2 separate regions of the Rattus norvegicus genome follow, and region 1 is linked to region 2. A link is a contact called in public Hi-C data. All regions are on one chromosome and are shown on one strand. Each heading gives the region's core, a stretch centred on a gene start, on an enhancer-like site or on the middle of the called end of the contact. The rest is flanking DNA. Distances are from core to core; before and after follow the strand shown. Region 1 overlaps Rnls (renalase, FAD-dependent amine oxidase). Region 2 holds the start of Atad1 (ATPase family, AAA domain containing 1).

Region 1 (4,168 bases), core at 1,040-3,539, 540 kb before region 2:
GCTCCTCTGCTGGGGTGAGAAGTTCTGCTCTAGGTACACAAAGGAGGCCTCCATGTGCAGAGCAATATGCCCTAGGCAGAGGCACTCACAGTGAACTCAGGCTGGACCCTGCTAGGAACCTTGAATTTCATTTATAGTGTAGCATGTTCCAAAGTATCGATTGAGCAGGACAAAGATGAAGTTAGGGGAGCAAGGGAAGCACAAAACAAAACTGGAGCAGCGAACTGAGGCCCCAGTACAGAGTACAGTGGCTCAGAGGAGAACATGGCAACCAGCGGTATGACATAAGCACCTGACTTCAGTGGTTTAGACGTGGCATCCGCAGGCCTTACGGAGGCATTGCATATGGAAAGAAAGTTGAGATATAAGTGATCTGCATGTTTTTAGCTGGGACAACGGGGGGGGGGGCTGTTCTTCCTAACGTGCATGGAGATGTTCCTTGGGCGATGTTTTCAAGCTCTGTGTAGCGAAGGGCAGGGAGCCCTTCACCCTTTCTGCATCTCCCACTAAACTGTAGCTCATGTGGCTGCTGGTGGTCTGTGATCAGAGGATTAGCTCTCTGTTCCTCAGAAGAACTCCAAATTGTTCTCTCCAGAGACTGTGGTGTCAACAGCCCTGGATTAGAGCTGGATGAGCTCAGCTTTTTTCTTACTAGCTGTGTAACCTAGGGAATGTCATTTCACTTCTGCAATCCTTGAAGGTCCTTCTGAAGACAATATCAGTGATTATACGGAGCCCATTTTGTAAAAACTGTAAACAGTTACATAAATAGTTATTTTTGTCCTCCTTGTCATCTCAGCTGCCACCTTTGTTACAAATAACCTGCCATTCATTTTGCCCTGTCCCCCTCCCTTTGCTTCTTGCCTGCTTCTTCTACCTCCTGTCTTTTCTGCCAGATAAATTTGCTTCCCTGCAAAAGGCTGATTATTTGGAGACATCATCACTAGCCAATCAGAGCTCAGCATTCCTTCTGGCTGGTAAGCCAATCAGATGCAAGCTCCAGGTCTCCTTTCAGTGTTGCTAGGGTTTCAGGTCTACTTCTAAAAACTGGCTTGCTTGCTGCTGGTTCATTCTGTCCCTCTCTTCCTCCAACCCCCCTCCCCATCCCCTTGCTCTCCAAACCCTTCCCTTTCCCTCCTCCCCTCTTTTGGGTTTGGAGCAATTCCAAATGCTTAAGCCTTCCGGAAGTTTGGGTTATTATGAATAAGCAAGGTTTAACTGTGTATTTTTTCCCTTGAGAAACAGGGCAGCTTTTCCACATTCGACTTTGAAAGCATGTGTTTTAGCAGCTTAATGTCCCTTGGTCCATAAAACCGAATTTAGTTGTGTTTAAGGGAATTTTTTTGGTGCGGAGTGACTTTTATTCAGATGACTAGAAGATAAACTGGCATTGAACTTGGCAGTGAGACATCTTGTCATTTGAACCTCATTGGGCTAACACAGCGGATTCTAAGTATGTCAAAGCTGATGGTGGAAGATAATATTTGATAGCACTCAGTTGTTCTGTTCTATCTTGAACTTTCAGTGATGGGATTAGTGGTGAAAGTCACTGGTCAGCAACGATGGGGACTCTCACTTTATGGCTAAGTGGGTGTTCCTTCCATCACATCTGGACCCATGGGTCCTCTTTAAATGCTCTCCAGCTGGGCGAGTGAAGATGCCCTCGACACAAACTGCCTCTGCCTCCCGAAAGCATAAGGGCGATGCCAGATTGACTAGGAGAAAACAGCAACAAGAGCTATGTCTTTCTCCTAACCTTTGCTGCATTCTTAAGAGCTGGAGCAGCATAAGGATTCACAGTGTAAAATGACCCAAGACAGGGGGCACAAAGCCAGAATTCTGTCAGAAGAAGCTTAGAAAAGCTTAATGATTAACAAAGGAGTCGCTGCCTTCGGGCTCTGACCTTTAGAACTAACCAGCTTTAAGCTTTTGGTTCTAGCCCTTCAAGTCACTTGTATCAAAGAAAAAGGTACTTCCTAAAGACATTACCGTCCATCCATTCAAAAAAGAAAAAAATATAGAAGAGAAAAGGTGTCAGTACTAGGGAATGTGTTCTCAGACAGCATGGTCTTAGTCCTAAAAACAGTATTAATTGTTCACATATTTTAATTATTTATTTGGGGAGGTAGCCTTTAAGGAAGGCCTTGGTGTTAGTGCATATCCTGCAGGTGAAATGTATGAAATTTGGTTAACATGGTAACGGCTCTAAAAATACCTAGGCTACAGTTTAACCACAGAGTTTCCTCCTTAACGTAAAAGAGCCGCTGCCATGAGGTGCTCGAAAGTGCAACAAGAGCCACGTCTGACTCCGTGCAAGCAGCCTCTCGAGTCAGGCCTGGCAAGGACGGTGCACTGCCACTCGGCATCAAAGCAGCAATTAAAGTTTCGTGAGACCATCCGACAGAGCGCAACCCAGCTGATCCAAATGTCTACGCATTCTCCTCTCCCTGTCTCTACCTCTTCTGCTCCCACCCACAGCAACCAAGCAGGGTGTGGCAGGGGTTCAGTCACTATAGCGTGACCACAGGGCCTCACCCAAGGAAAAACGTGGGTCGCAGAGACCCAAGCGGGTAAGGAGGCTACAGCAGTTTTCCCAGCACTCTCTGCGGAGACTCAGATAGAGGGTGCAGGGAAGGTAAAATTGCTCACTTGAGGTTTTTTATCCGAGAGGCCCTCGCTTCACAGAACAAAGGGTGGTGGAGGGTGTGACCTTTCCCTGGATGGCTTTGCAGTTGCCCAGGTCAGGCAGGTTCCTCTGAGCTCTAAGTCTCCTTACAGGGTTAAGAGATTTCTTACAAAAATCAGTCTGTCAAGGTTGCATGACTTGGTAAATGAAACCACTGACACCCGTTTATACTAGAATTTCAGATAAACAATGAATAATTTATTTAGTAAAAGAATGTCTGGTGCAATATTTGGGACATTGAAGACATTCCTTGTTCATCTGAAATTCAGATCTGGGTGTTGTGTGTTCTACCTGGTAACTCCAGTAAAATCCTCTGGGCTTCTTCCGTAGACTTCTCACCTCCGAGAGCCTGGACTGTACTGTTTGCTTAAGGCCTTTCCCTTCGGCTTGTTTTGGTTTTGTTTGGTTTTGCTTTACCCTGCCTCTCAGACCTCGGGTGGCTTTACAGACCCAGAGGTGAGGACATGAAGTAGCAACTGCTAAGCTCTGTCTCATCTTAGTGTGTGTGCTTTTGATGCATGCAATGTTTTTGTAATATTTCATTTTATGTGCGGGGGTGCCTTGCCTGCTTGTATGCCTGTGCACCGTGTATGTGTCTCGTGCCAGCAGGGGCCCAAGGAGGGCATCAGATCCCCTGGAACAGGAGTGAGGTAGCTGTGAGAGGTCCTGACGGTGCTGGGAATAGAAGATAGGTCCTCTGAAACCGCCTTTGCAATGCCCCTACCTACTGGGCCTTCTCTCCTGCCCAGTGAATGGTCTTTTGGAGGGGGTGTCTCTGGCTGTCCTGGATCTTGCCAGTTTGGCCTTGAACTCACAGAGATTTACTTATCTCTGCCTCCCAAGTGCAGGGACTAAAGGAATGTCTAACCATAGGCTGAATGGTCTGTTTAACTAGCACAACCTTCTGTGTGATAGGCTACTTAGAGTCTACAGAAAGAGCATGTGACCTGACCAAGGTCACACAGCTAACAAGCACCAAAGCCAGGCGAGACGGACGCTAACTAAGCTGCTGACTCGGTTGCCATGGCACCAGCGCTGTTAAGTGTGGCTTTGGTGGTTAGTTCACACTAGGCTCTCCCTAGTGCTTCACACTTCATAAGCGAAAGACACCACCTGCCAGCTGAACTAGGACTGTTCTCCCTCAACTTAGACAAACCACCGTGTTTGTCTCTTTTCTGTCAGCGTACCTCCAGCATACTTCTGATCGCTCTTCCCTGGAGTAGCTCTAAGTGCTCTCTGCATGTTGTATGTTATGATCTATATGATGTGGCTATGTGGTCTCTTAAGTGGTACTGAGGCTGTAGGAATAGTGATTACAATTTCCTACTGAGGGATTCAAAAGCCATGGCTCCTAGGTGTCGAGCATTTATTGAAAGCCACACATCCTATACTTGGCACCTAAGAAGTTCAGATTTAAGTCGGAATTGATTGACTTATCAGTATACAACGTTAGGAAAGACTGTGAACTTCCATTTCCCTACT
Region 2 (3,830 bases), core at 928-3,427:
TGTTTCCACTTTCTGGCTCTGATGAATACAGTTGCTATGGACACAGTTGAGCAGTTGTCCTTGTGGTAGGATGGAGCGTCCTTTGGGCAGTAATTTGATCTCTTAAGGCCTAGATGAAAGAAATCTCCTAAATTAAAACATTAGGTACAGCAGAGATAGGCAGACCACTGGAAAGGAAATAAGCATCAACATTTATTTTGATCATGTATACTGTCTTATGACTCTCTGCCCCCAAGTCTCCAAGCTTGGACCAGATGTATTATCACATATCTTTACTTAATAAACCCACTTTGTTTTAAGATTTATTTATTTTATGTGTATGAGTACACTGTTACTATCTTCAAGCATGGCAGCAAAAGAGGGCATCAGATCTCATCACAGATGGTTGTGAGCCACTGTGTAGTTGCTGGGAATTGAACTCAGGACCTCTGGAAGAGCAGACAGAGCTCTTAACCACTGAGCCATCTTTCCAGTTTCCCCGTTTTGTCTTAACTCCTTTTTATGTATTGTTGATGATGAGAGGAGGAGGAGGAGAATGCATAGTCAAGGATCTGACTTTATCTGGAGGTCCCAGCGACAGTGATGGCAATACTGTCAACTGACAGAACCGACAAGGTCTAGAATCACAGAGAAAAGTCCCTAGGCATACTTGAGAAGGAATCTCTGGACTAGGCTAATTGATAGACTCATTGTGAACTTGAGCAGACCAGATATTGGCCCAAACATAAGGGAGCCCCAAAGATTTACATTCATTTTGCTTGCCTTTTCATATGCTGGCGAGTTTCTAGTATTTCTGCCATTGTTAATATTGCTGTCTCTGGCATCTTTCACTGAAATCAGAATCCAGATTCTTACTCCTAAAGACTAGTAGTAGTGGTCTCCAGGCATCCTTAAAGCTTTTGGAGTCTTGTTGGACGGCTGAGGCATGTATCCTCCAGCACTGTGCAGCTACCAGAACAGCCATTGTTGGACCACTCAAGACTACGCTGTGTCAACCAACCTAAAATTAAAACAAAAACCCAAACTCCTTAATATCTATTCATTCTAGTGAACCCCAATACAGTCCTTTAACAAGGAACTTTCCAGGACCTGGCAGCACTGCTGGGCTGTCTCTCCCCACAGCTATTGACAAACATTGTTTACTAATATAATTGTCAGCAGAGGGAGGAAGCAGTGTGTTACTATGTGGTCCAGGATATAAAGCAATTCTCCTTGCTTAGCCATCCCAATGCTGGAAAAACAGGCATGGAATACTAAGCCCAGCTTGGCTGCAGAATTCCTTAGTCCTTAAAGATGATCCTGACAACAGAGCGAAACAAATTGCCTCCTCCAGGAATATAAAGAGGTCTTAAGAAATCTGTCTTATTCCTTCGTAGTCCCACTGCCTTTATCTGAAGCGATGATGTCCCTTTTGTTTAGAGGCAGTGTTTACTTATCTTGTTCCTTGGTAGTGTATATATTCAGAAGTGGCTGGCTTTTAGATATGGTTCCTTGGAATCTTGGTGTCACGTCCCTCACTTCGCAAGAGGAAGGGGTAAATGAAAAAAAAAAGCCATCAATATGCAAAACCTGTCACCAGATGCCCTATTCTGACCCAACTGCCAGACCTCTCTTGTCTGCCTGACTGCTCAAGCGTTCAGCAGTCTCTCAGGCACCACCTCCAGGTGTCATCAGTACAGAGATGGGGGAGGAGGGGTGAGCTCACCCTAGAAACCGAAAGGCAGATGGTGAGGCCATGCGCGTCTGCGCAGCAGCGTGAGGACTTGCAGCGGGTGGTGGAAGTTTATCAAACCAGGGAAGCATTTCTTTGCCTTCTGTAAAAGGCTTCTCTCTCTCTCAGGGTTGTGTACAGCTCCAGAGTAGCAAGGGATTTCATGTGTCAAGCGTCTTTCCCAGTTAGGTTTCTGAGTCTCTGAAGCTGAACTAAGAGCCCTTTGGAGAGCACTCTGTTCATCCTATCTACCTTTCTGAATGTATCGGCACAGCGGATACTAGATCGCTATTAGTGTAGGTTGGGGAAACTAGATCGCCCTGCACTGCGCCACCGTCTCGGTGCCTTAGACTGGCACACCGGCTCGGCAGGGACTGCGCATGCTCCGTGCGGGGGCGGGGCTCCAGCCCCCGGAAGCGTTCTCTCCCAGGCCGCATTTCTTTCCTGTGCGAGGCCGGGCTAATGCTTCTGTCGTCTCTGGTCTTACCTCTGGGTGAGTAGCGGGTTCCCGCGGGGCCGGGCCAGGTGCGTCCCCTATCCCTCCCGGTCCCCCAGGGCCTGGCGCTCACCTGGGGAGACCAGCCCGACAGTCACCTGCCCCCACGTTGGTCACATTTGAGCGCCGCCCGGATCCAGCGGATTAACCTCCAAGGGCGTCCGGGGCCTCGCCTTGGCGCCCGGCCCGGCGCAAGCCCTTAGGTCTCAGCGCTGGCGGGAGACTCCGGCCACTCACAAGGACATCTCTTGTAGGCGGCCTGGTCACTGGAGGATTGGGGGCCCTCAGGGCGACCTCAGGACCAGGCTTGTAAGAGGGCGGCTGGAAGGAGCCGGTCCGCTCGTGCCGGCCCTGCTCCTCCCTCTTTGTGCAGAGGCGGAGGTGTTTCTTCAGTGCTGGCCATGCTTTCACACAAGATGCTGATGTTAATAAGGACCTGCCCTCTACGCGAAGCCTGGCCTAATTCATTGTCACAGGCTGCGTCTTCAGGGCCTTGATAGGCACAGAGTTGGGACTTTGAGTTGAGAGACCATTTGTAGAACACTGCAGTGAACTTAGGAAATACTGCAGTATAAACGTTAGTAAGTTGCTCAGAGACAGGGTATCGACACCGAAACCAGAGTTTAAAGTGAAAAGATTTAAAATTATATTCGTTTAAAGGTGATTGTGAATTTCACTGGTCTTGTGGTGTTTCTTAGCTGTATGCAGCAATGCGTATATTTTGATAAAATAAGTGTTGATGCAAAATTGAAATACATTCTCTACACTTGCAGCTATTTCGCATCGTGGATATATCTATCATGCTTAGGTTTTATGAATGATAGATGGATATGTATATATATATCTCATCTGTGGAGACTGTATAAAGAAAGTATTTCCAGTCACTGCCTACAAAGCAGAATGTTTCAGTTTCATTTCAGGATTTTGAAGTCACTTAAGGATTTAGAGGAGCAGTAGTCTTTTGTTTTTATGTTTGAGTTTTGAGATACGGTTTCTCTGAGTAGCCCTGGCTGTCCTGGAACTCTGAAGACCAGGCTGGTCTCCAGCTTAGACATCTGCCTGCCTCTACCACCCAGGTGCCAAGATTAAAGGCGTCAGCCACCATCAGCCGACAGTTTTTCGAGTTCTTTATATATTGTGGACATTAATCCTCTGTCAGACAGTTGGTAAAGACATCCTCCCATTCTATGGGTTTCCTCTTTACTCAAATTTTAGCTGCTGCTACCACCACCAACCTCTGCCTAGACACGGAGTCAATTGTCTTAAATCTGCCTTGAGTCAATGTTAATACTGGACTAGGAAGACATAGAAGCAAGAGATTTGTCTGTTGGTGGTTTTTTCGATAGGATTAAAAAATTGTTACTGTTACCAGGTATGGTGACAAACAGCCTTAGTTCCAGCTCTTGGGAGGCAGGGACAGGCAGATCTCTTAGTTTGAGGACAGCCCCAGGTCTACAGAGTGAGTTCCAGGCCATCCAGGACTATGCAGAGAAACCTTATCTCTCCATAAGCAAAAATAAAAAATTGTTACTGTCTTCATGACTTTAAGGAACTATGCTTTAGGAATAACCCATAACCCTGATTTATCATTGTGATTCAGGGACTGCCCAGTAGATGGCATTT

The links. A called contact is a pair of places that touch in the nucleus more often than the background predicts.
Region 1: a Hi-C map of kidney shows a contact between it and region 2, with 8 times the contacts expected there. The contact joins the enhancer-like site here to the promoter of Atad1 in region 2. A contact is called at or near these places in 12 of 12 Hi-C or Micro-C datasets (the A7r5 cell line, the Rat2 cell line, Schwann cells and 7 more) and 1 of 1 datasets of contacts at active chromatin or transcription factors (oligodendrocytes).

The regions. Positions count from the first base shown.
Region 1 is chr1:240,539,327-240,543,494 of GRCr8, reverse strand. The region is part of intron 4 of Rnls (renalase, FAD-dependent amine oxidase); the gene reads left to right. Among named protein-coding and RNA genes, the nearest start is that of Rnls, 180 kb to the left of the region's middle. Within about 2 kb of position 2,289, at least 43 of the 93 cell types and tissues checked have an H3K27ac peak or open chromatin away from gene starts, as enhancers often do. A contact at or near this core is called in kidney and liver, where this site is marked.
Region 2 is chr1:240,000,304-240,004,133 of GRCr8, reverse strand. Atad1 (ATPase family, AAA domain containing 1) reads left to right here and starts at 2,177. Exons shown (of 10, transcript NM_001035002.1): 1 at 2,177-2,204.